Regions from separate parts of the Rattus norvegicus genome. Here region 2 is linked to region 1. Evidence: chromatin contacts called from public Hi-C data. All regions are on one chromosome and are shown on one strand. The core of a region is the stretch at or near the end of the contact, and the rest is flanking DNA. Distances in the headings are between cores, read along the strand shown.

Region 1 (4,928 bases), core at 302-2,801:
AGCCATTGAGGGAGCAAAGCACTATACTTCTGCGGCCCTGCGCTCCCTGTAGTCCAGCCCATGACTTGGTAATTTCCCATGTCCCTTTGTTGAGTTTTCTTTCCATAGACTGTCTCCTTGGATGTGGTGGAGTCTATGGGGCTTGAGGTTTATCAGAGACAGCCATTTGGGTTTCCCTCTGGGCACACTCCCATCCTCTCCTGCCAGTAGCAACCGCAAGTGCATGTGAGCAGAGGAGCACCAGGAACGCCAGAGGCCCGGGTCAGCTCCTGCCCGGCAGCCCTCAAGCACTGCCCAGGCTTCTAAGTCTTCTAGCCCTGGATTTCTGAGAATAAGGATGAGTCCAAATGATCTCCCTTTAGAAAGCCTCGGCCCAGAGCTGCTCAGTCTCTGTCCTGTACATCTACCTAAAGTGTGTTGAACTTATTTATAGATTCTAGCAATAACACACCCCACCCTCACCCTGGTCTCAGTGAATGAGAGGCCTTCTGTCTCTTATCTACAGGAATTATAGTGACAACTGAACTGCGGGAGGCTCTGTGAGGGTTGGTTACACATCCCCATCCCTCCTAAGTTCTTGTTGCTGTTGTTTTTCAAGTAGCTTTACTGAATGTCCACTCTGTTCAGATACTCTGGCAGCCCTTGGTCTCCATGAAAGCCTGTGAGAGCTATGGACAGCAACCAAATCAGTCATAAATTAGGATGCTGGATCTTGAGCACAGATGCCTGGCGCCCCCAGTTTTCCCCCAGTGTGCATGTGGGATTCCGAGCATCAGACATACTGCAGCCACCAGGTTCCTTCATTGGAATTCTAGCGGCCAGTGACCTGAAGCAGGCCACTCTCTGGAGTTAAAGAGAGGTGGAGGCAAGGAAGGGCATCTTAGCAAATACCGCAGATGTCAAGGACACAACTAGGCCATTTTCTGTCTCATCTAAGAATGTTAATGTCTCATATGTTTTGTGCCTGTCAAATGCCTTTCTTCATCAGACTGTTGGGATCAGGGGCCATGCCCTGTCTAGTCCCCCACCCCTATGTCTAGGATGTGGGAGGCACTCTGCGAGTATCTGTAGTATCAATACCCTTGCCCAGGGACAATGGACATCAACTGAGCTGTGTCCTTGCAGCTTCCCCTCTCCACAGTAGCCTGTCACTTACCCTCAGGCTCTTGGGCCTTTCCAATTGTCATCAGCTTCCCTGCCCCTGTGATCACTCTCTTCACCCCAAACCATCCTCTGATTGTGTAGCAAGGGTATCCTGATGACCAGTGTGGACAGCAGATCCTACTGGGACATCAATGTGCTCTTAGGAAGGGAGGTAGAATGGGATAAAACTAGTGCTGGATAAATGGACAGAAAAAGTATGGATTTCAAGGAGGTGCCTAGGAGGCCAGAGCCCAGGGTTCAAGTGTCTTGGGTCACTGTCCAAGAAAATTGAGTTCTGGTACACAAGGGGAACAGATGTGGTTAAGCCTTCCAGTCTGCAGCCTGACCCAGCCAGTGCTGGCCAATGGCAGAAAAGCCAGAATACTAGTTTCTTCGGGCTCCCCCTGCTGGTTGGGTTGCAGTCCCTGCCCATAGGAGTGGTCTGGGAAGGAAAACCAGGCCTAGGCCATCTAGATCTGGCAGAGCATAGGCTCAGTCCATAGTGGGAGAGGGTGGGACTCATGGAGATGGCCCACTGTACTGCCCCCGCAGCCACTAAAACTGGCTTCCCTAAAACTTCCTGGAAGGGATTTGCATGTATCCGTTCACTGTGAAGAGAAATGGGGAGTTCCAACCCTCTAAGCCTGACAACCACAAATAAGTGAGTGCAGGTAGAAGAGACCTTCAGGACTTCACTGCTGAAAGAACAGAAGAAGATCTGCTCTGAGAAAGAGATCAGTGTTGATCTACCTAGACCTTGAAAAATCTGCTGCTCATTTCCCAGAGGATGCAGGGAAATTGATGACGGAGGCCCAGAACATGGGGTCGGTTACAGTCTCCATCGAGTCATGAATAAAGCTGACAGCCTTGTTATTTTTGGTATACTTAAAGACTAGGCACCAAGTGGCCACAGATCTGTAAGTGTATTAGGGGAAATGGAAAATACTTTGGCGACTAAAGCAGCCGTCTGTGAGCTCACACTCTGGCTGGGATCCTGATGGCCTGGGACGTTCGGGGAGCCTTTCTGTGCACAGTAGCTGATCTCAGAGCCAGCACTGGAAAGACAAGCTTGGGAGTGTTTTACTTGGCACGTGGCAGCCGCCGTTCTACCCAGTGTAGGCGCAGGTTTCCGAGCCTTTCACTTTGGGAGCCATCTTCCATTTCCTTTGATGACGTTGGCACCTCTGGATACTCTTTATAGCACTCAGAGAAGGGAGGGTGGTTAGTGTGAAGATGACAGGCCAGTGCTCCCTCACAGTGTGGCTGTAGGGTCGGGTGCCGGCAGGGGCAACTAGTCTCCTCCACCCTGCAGCAGAAGAAGAGCCATGCATGCAAATAAAGCCTCAGATTTGGCTCCAGTTGGATCCAATTCTCTAAGCCCTATTCTGTGCACCTCAGAGGTGGATCTGAAAAATGGAGAAGTCAAGCTACACATAGCCTTGACCTGTGAACATGGTATCCATGCTGTAACAAAAGAAGGGACAGTAAGCCCAAGGGCACAGGGACAGGAGTGGGGGAGTTGTCTTTGCATCAGCAGTCCATCTGGGCATTCTTGGTTAAGGGTAGAGAGGCTGGAGAGGCCACCCAGGGCAGCACAGGGGACAATAAAACTTCTCTCTCTACTGAGGAGGGAAACTCATGGATGACTCTGAGGGGAAGGGGACAGTGTGCTGGGATTGGGAAAGATCTCAGGGTGCAGTGGATTGGCCTTAGATAGCCTAGATGCAGGCAGGTAGGATAGAGATGAAGAAGGTCCCTGTGAAGAGACCATGGTCTGTGGGACCATGAAAGGCACCCTGGTTCCTGGTTGAGCTAAGGCTTGAAACCCTGGTGACCCTGAAGGGATGGTAGGCCCTTCCCCTGTTCCCAGCTACCAGGCCCCTGTCACTAGCCACAGACCCCCATAGATTTGTGGCAATCAGTTATACAAGGGCAACAACCCAAGCCTCTCCACATGTAGAGGACTTGACCTGTGGTCATGGAGGCTCGAGACAGATCTCCATTATAATGAGGTAGCTAAAGGCCTGGAGGACTGAGCCAATAAGCTTTCCTTCCCAGACATTTCTCCCTGCAAAGGGTATTTAATCTCAGGCCCACCCTGAGAAGTAGGGTACGGTTTTACTCATCCATTCTCCGCCATGACAATAAATGCCTTGAAGCCATGGACGGCCTCTTTTCATTGGGATCTGCTGTGGGGAGCCATAGAGAAGGCCCTTGCCTATAGAGCCACTGTCTAATCTCTGGCAGAAGGCCTCTCTATGCTCCCAGAGCTGCTGTGCTCACAGCGGCCACCAAGCCCAAGCTCAAGCCTCAAGCCATCAAGCCAAGAGCTCTCCCCACAGGACCAGCCGGAGCTCCCTTCTTTTTCCCCCTTGGCGCCTAGATATCAGAAAGCCTGAGAACCAAACAGCCCCCACCTCCTTGAAGGCCCAGGGACCCCCAAGCCAGCTCCAGCTGTCCTGTGCCTCAGACTGTGCTTCCCCACCCCTGGAGCCATTTCCAGGGTCTTCCCTACAGCCCGACACCGGCCCAGTGACAGGTAGGGTAAGCACAGTGAACTCCTGCATCCAGCCTCCCTGAGTGGCTGAGCCCTGTGGCAGAGCAGATGGGGGACTCATAATCCTGCAGATGAGTGTGCTCTTCCAGCTAAGCCTGACAACCAAGCCCTCAGCCAAGTCCTGAGGATGCTCAAAACTGCTGTTTGTTCCTTTATTGTTAGAGAGGAGGGAAGGAGGCAAGGAAGTGTTTCCTCGTGCAGGTAAACTAGGATGCATTTCAGATTTTGTAAAGCGTGTGCATTAATGAGGACACACCCTCCTTATTCTTCTTTCAAAGCTGCTCTGTTCTAACGATAGAGGAACTCAAGAATCATGGCATTTGGACATGAATGGCAGTTACTGACCTGCTGGTGAGACTGAGCCTTCCCATCTAGCAATAGAATTTATTTCATCACTTATTTACGTCTGATTTGATATCCTTGGAAGTCTTTATAAGATTCTTGATTTCTTTGAGACTTGCATATAGTATATTTTGTTGTTTACCTCCCTCATCCAGCTCTTCCCATATTTACCCCCACCTCCCACCCACCCAACTCTGTGTTATTTTTTTAACCCATCAAGTCCAGTTTGTGCTGCCTAACTAGTCTTGCATGTAGAGCCATCCAAGGGCCATGCCTTCATAAAGAAAACTGGCTTCCCACCTTCAGCAGCCATCAGTTGCTAATAACTCTTCAACTAAGCCTGGGACTCAGTGTCTGTCTCCCACTCCACACTGGAACTCTGTCTGACTTGAACTCAGGCAGGTCTCTCGTGTGCTGTTACAACTGCTGTGAATTCATGTGTGCAGCGGCTCTGAGATGATCCCTGAGCTTAGGAAGGAGGAGTGTCTTAACAGGTATGCCATTTAGGACTGAGCACTCCATAGTGTCTTACTCTCTTCATGGTGACAAATTGTGGGTCCCTGTTGGTTTTGATTTTCATTATGAAAGTTTGGTGTTCTCACCTAGGAAGTCAGATCCAAGGAGACATAAAAGACAGAAAGGGAACACACACCTATCTCTTAGCATGTGCACCCCGGCCATGTGGCACTCAGACAGCTGCCAGCCTTTGTTGTTTCTCTTCGTCCGTGTGGTCCCAGGCATGGAACTCAGGTCTCAGGCTCCACAACAGGCATCTTCTACTGAGCCGTCTCACCACCCTCTACCTTTATTTCAATAAAATGGGTTACTCATAGGAGGAGTGATAAGCCTGGAAAATGTCACATTTAATTTTAATGATTTAGTCTAA
Region 2 (4,839 bases), core at 2,296-4,795, 82 kb before region 1:
GTGAACTCCTACAGGTTCTAGAGGAGCCTGAACCAAGCTTTCACGCAGGACTGCTGTCTCTGCCACTTTGGGGCATGTGGCTGACAGACGGCAGGGAACTGTGGTTCTATCTTACCAATAATCAGGAGACCTGGGGGGATGTAGTCATCTTTCTTTTTTTTTTTTTTTTTTTTGGTTCTTTTTTTCGGAGCTGGGGACCGAACCCAGGGCCTTGCGCTTCCTAGGCAAGCGCTCTACCACTGAGCTAAATCCCCAACCCCATCCTTCTTTTTTTAAAAAACCTTCTTACTATGTCCAAGGGCTGCCAGCTGGGCTGCTTCCTTGGCTACAGAAGGCCACTTGCCAAGGCAGAGGGTGGGAGGACACAACATTCTAGGGAAGACAAGTGTCAGGGGAAGGAGGTTGTGCACGCTGTGTGGATTATAGCCTCAGGATTCCAAGTCATTGGGTGAGGGAGTGGTTCATTGTTAGAAAAGCTACTATCTAGCTTTGATTCAGATCTGTTCCCCTGCCACCCAGCTGCCTTGTTAATTCAAATCAGCCTTGGTACAGAGCATTGGTGAATAGTGGGTCCCAAAGCCATCCTCTTCCTCACTCAGCTGTTGTCCCCAGGCCCTGTGGAAAGGATGACCCTCTGTCACTACTTATGGTAGAGCAGCCATGTTCTCTGCCACCCTGTCTGCCTCCTCCTCCATTCTTCTATCTCTAGGACCACCCAGCACACACAGTCTGAACTACGTGTTGTCCTTAATTGTATTCTTTTGCCATTAATGTCTTTTGCCATTAATGTCTGGCGATGAGAATGGCTGTAGACACATTGCTCTTCTTTCTTGTATTCCTTGAGCTGGGACCCCTGAGACTTTATGGGCCCACAGGACAGGCAGCAGCTCAAGTGTCTGGTGCTTTCATAGTACTTGATTTGCCAAAGAAGAAACTGAGTAATGTAGTCAAAGATCTCTAAGTAGGTACCAGCACGAGTGGGACACAGCCTGGTCCTGTTGGACACTATAATCTGGCTGCCCATCATGTGGACCCCCTGTGATGGTGGAAGGCCAGTGCAGATAGGGTTATACCCACCTTAGAAAGTGAGGCTGAGAAATGTGGCTGGCCCACTGCACATGACTGGGCCACTGAGCATGTTTGCCTCTGAGTGTTGTCCTTTGGTGTGCTTTGAGACTCTGGATATCTGGGAGACCTATAAGGAAGGTGGTTGTGTCCAAGCACGGTGGGGGCGGGGGGCTGTTGTCTGACTAAACTCTGGGTGATCTTTAGTACTGGTTAAGTCAGACACTAGCTAGGTCAGGGTAGCCAGTGAGCCTGCCCCTGGCCAGAACTGACTGAAGCTGAGCACAGACCTGCACACAGTAGGATCTGAATACATGGTGACTGGATCCATAACATGGAGTCATGGTCAGCCTGGAAAAAGACAAGCACTGACTTATTTATTCCAGAGGTGGGGCTGCTTTGGAAGACTGCCTCCTCAAAGCCATGAAGCCTAAGCAAGAAACTAGACCAGCCAATCCTGGTTTCCTGAGCATACACCCCCTTGCGGCTCTCATTCATTCTACAGATCAGATACCTATTGAATGTGTGTTCCTTGCCAGGTCCCAGGGCTCAGGCGTTGTGCACGCAGCTTTCCTATAATCTGGGAAAGATGCATACTGCTGTTCTTGGAAGTTAGCATGTGCTTCCCTGGCTGGCACAGTGACCAAGGAATGTTGGTTGAATGTATAAATAATGAGCAAGGAGCAGAGTGACGGGTGACTGTAGCGGGTGTGGATGGAGGAGGGCAGAGCTCAGGGGAGCACTCCCACAGTGTGGCCTTTATGCCAAGACTTGGATGACAAGAGCATGGACAACTACAGAGGGTGAGGGGTGGGGATAGCTGGTACCGACATGTGTAGGGAGAAGAGCTTTGGTCACTAAGGGACCCATAGATCAGTGTGGCTGGGCTCAGCCTGGGACAGAGGGTACCTTTCTAATTGAACAGAAGGGCTTTGAACAGGAGATGGACATAATCTCGTTTTGTATTGTTTTTTTTGTGTCTTTAGTCCCTACACTAATGTATAGAGAACAAATTAGGAGAAACGGAGACCAAGACTAGAAACCAGGGGACCAGTGAGTGGGTGAGGGCAGAGTCCAGGAGCTAAGTGGGTAGAGCGGGGGGGATCAGAGAACAGAGTGATGCAAAGTTTTCTGAGGAAAGGCCTCTAGGAGTCCCTGTGGCTAGATTGTTGAGGGAGGAAGAAAAGGGAGGAAAGGGGAACCCCTTGGTTTGAACCCTAGCAGCTGGTTACCTGCCAAGATCTCTTTGTGACCTGAACAATCCTGGAAGAGGCTAGCTCATTCCTGAGAGATCTGGGCCATGGAATTTGTGAAGTGTAGAGCAGTCACCTATTGCTTCCATGTGCCACATGCATGGTCTGTTTGTCTGTGCATTTGCCCAGAGTAACCCTCTCTCCTACCGAACTGGTCCAGGGTTTGACTCACATGCAGCAGCAAAGTGAGAACTGAAGTCCTTGGCATGGCGGTCACTGCTGATGGGCAGTGGCCTGCTCTGCAGGCTGTGACCTGGAAGGGCACCATACAAGATCAGCGTTCTCAGTCTCCAGAATTCAGCATGAGAAAGACACCGAGGCCACCAGATGTGTGGCATTCTCGTGCTTTGGGTCTGAGACCCATTTGTCCAGGAAGCACTGCTGCTCCCTGTGTCTTCAGAAGGGCCATTGGCACCTCTCCTGTGGCATGACAGAGGAGGCTGCAGGAAGCCTGGGCTGCCGGTCTCAGATGGCTCTGAGCCTTGGTCTGGGTGGAAGTTGAGCCAGATGAGGCAGATGGGGAGATGGAAGGCCAAGGAAGGCAATGGTAGAAGCCCCTGGCCACTGCTCCTGTCATTGAGCAGGAGCCAGCCTGGAACTGTCCTCAAAAGTTCCACACTGATGGGGAAGCTGGCATTTCACCTTCTTGTGCCTGCAGTGCTATAACATTGGGCACTGCCCCGTCCTCTACCTCCTGGAAGCCTTTTTTCCCAGGGCTAGCTCTTCCTCCTCCCTCCTGACAGCTGACTTCTTTTGTGACTAGATATGGAGGTTCTCTAAGGTTCTGACCTTGATGTTTCTTTCCTTGGTGAGCTTCCATACCAGCTTGGAGGGCTTCAACTGTCTCTTAGTTCTACAGGGCCAGACCTTTCTCTTGAGCCCCACAACCCCTGTTCTACCCAGTTCCAGCCCTCCAGTTGTGTGTTCCTTTAACCTCACATATGCTGCATGTCTGAAATCTTGACAGTGACTCCAGGAGAGAGCCAGAGAGCCAGGACACTATCTTCACAAACTGTTTTGGACCTTTGGACAAATGGCAGGCAGAGATGATGACGAATAAGGCCTGCCTTCCCTGTCTCCTGCTGCACCATGTGAACACATAAATATAGCCACGTTAACACAGCAAGCAGAGCCACTCTGCCAGCCAAGAAAGAGAAGCTACCATGGGCTAAAAATAAAATGTGAGCTGTGTCCCAGAGTCTGGGCCTCGAGCTGTTAGGATGATCCAGTGTGACTAGGCCTTTGGAGCTGGGGCCCAGACTTGGAGAGGAGAGGCCCAGTTTCAGGCCCATGCTGTGTACAGCTATCTGTTGTCATGGTACCTCAAGAGCGACTGCAGTCAGGAGGATCCAAAGGGAGGGAAGACAACTATGATAATCCTTATCCAGCCATGTGTGGCTATGCATGCAGGGGTCTGAGTGCATGCAGGGGTCTGAGTGCATGCAGGGGTCTGAGTGCATGCAGGGGTCTGAGTGCATGCAGGGGTCTGAGTGCATGCAGGGGTCTGAGTGCATGCAGGGGGTCTGAATGCATGCAGGGGTCTGAGTGCATGCAGGGAGTCTGAGTGCATGCAGGGAGTCTGAGTGCATGCAGGGGTCTGAGTGCATGCAGGGGTCTGAGTGCATGCAGGGGTCTGAGTGCATGCAGGGGTCTGAGTGCATGCAGTTTTACAGGCATAAGAGGCTAAGGCTACAGGGAAGAAATGAGAGGCCTGGAGAGTAAGAAGGAGCTGCACTCAGCATCCATCTGAGGGCGAGGATTAGAGTAGATAAGTAAAAAGTGTTTAGCACTGTGCCCAGCATAGAGATTCATTTTCAGCTCTCCTTGGCTGTTCTTAAATGGGTTGCAGAAGCTGCCATCCCTGCAAGCAGACCCTGTATGTATGACCTGGATGATCGTTGACTTCCATCAATCTCTTTGCTTCTGGTCTTACCAGTTCGTTCTCATACCATGCTGGAGCGATCTCCCTGTATACACAGTGCTGGGGTTTGGACACCTGGTTAAAGAGAGCTTTGCTCTGTTTTGTTTGTCCTGCCCTGCCCCTACCTGACCTTTCTTGGTCAGAGGCCTCACATTCCACTGCTCTTGCAAAGCAGCTCCAATGCATGTTAATGCTCTCATACAGCATTATGGTAAAGATCACCAGCCAATCTCACCATTTACACACCCAACCCTCTACTTCAGTGATGCTTTTGAATAAAGGAAAGATTCTGAGCTTGAATTAGAGGGTTGGTATGTGCTCATGGGTGGTACACCTGGGGTGCCACACTCACAGGCAGTGAGTGTTTTACTGAGCACCAAGAGCCTTACAGAGGCTCTTTTACAGTGAGAGCAAACACCAGTTTACGTACTTCGTACGTATCTGATGTAAACCAGCCTTTGCCAGCTCATCATCTCCTTCCCAGCTACATGGCCATTCAGAGCTCCAAGTCACGTATTCCACAAAGGAGAGCTGGCCAGAGGAGGGTCTGTTAACACAGCCACCGTCAGCTCACTCTCCCACTTTTGATTACTATTCAGT

The links. A called contact is a pair of places that touch in the nucleus more often than the background predicts.
Region 2: a Hi-C map of psoas muscle shows a contact between it and region 1, with 2.0 times the contacts expected there. The contact joins two enhancer-like sites. A contact is called at or near these places in 3 of 12 Hi-C or Micro-C datasets (hepatocytes, liver and psoas muscle).

What each region holds. Positions count from the first base shown.
Region 1 is chr3:36,881,449-36,886,376 of GRCr8, reverse strand. The region is part of intron 8 of Ralgps1 (Ral GEF with PH domain and SH3 binding motif 1); the gene reads left to right. Among named protein-coding and RNA genes, the nearest start is that of Angptl2, 31 kb to the left of the region's middle. Within about 2 kb of position 1,551, at least 31 of the 93 cell types and tissues checked have an H3K27ac peak or open chromatin away from gene starts, as enhancers often do.
Region 2 is chr3:36,965,472-36,970,310 of GRCr8, reverse strand. The region is part of intron 7 of Ralgps1 (Ral GEF with PH domain and SH3 binding motif 1); the gene reads left to right. Among named protein-coding and RNA genes, the nearest start is that of Angptl2, 53 kb to the right of the region's middle. Within about 2 kb of position 3,545, at least 37 of the 93 cell types and tissues checked have an H3K27ac peak or open chromatin away from gene starts, as enhancers often do.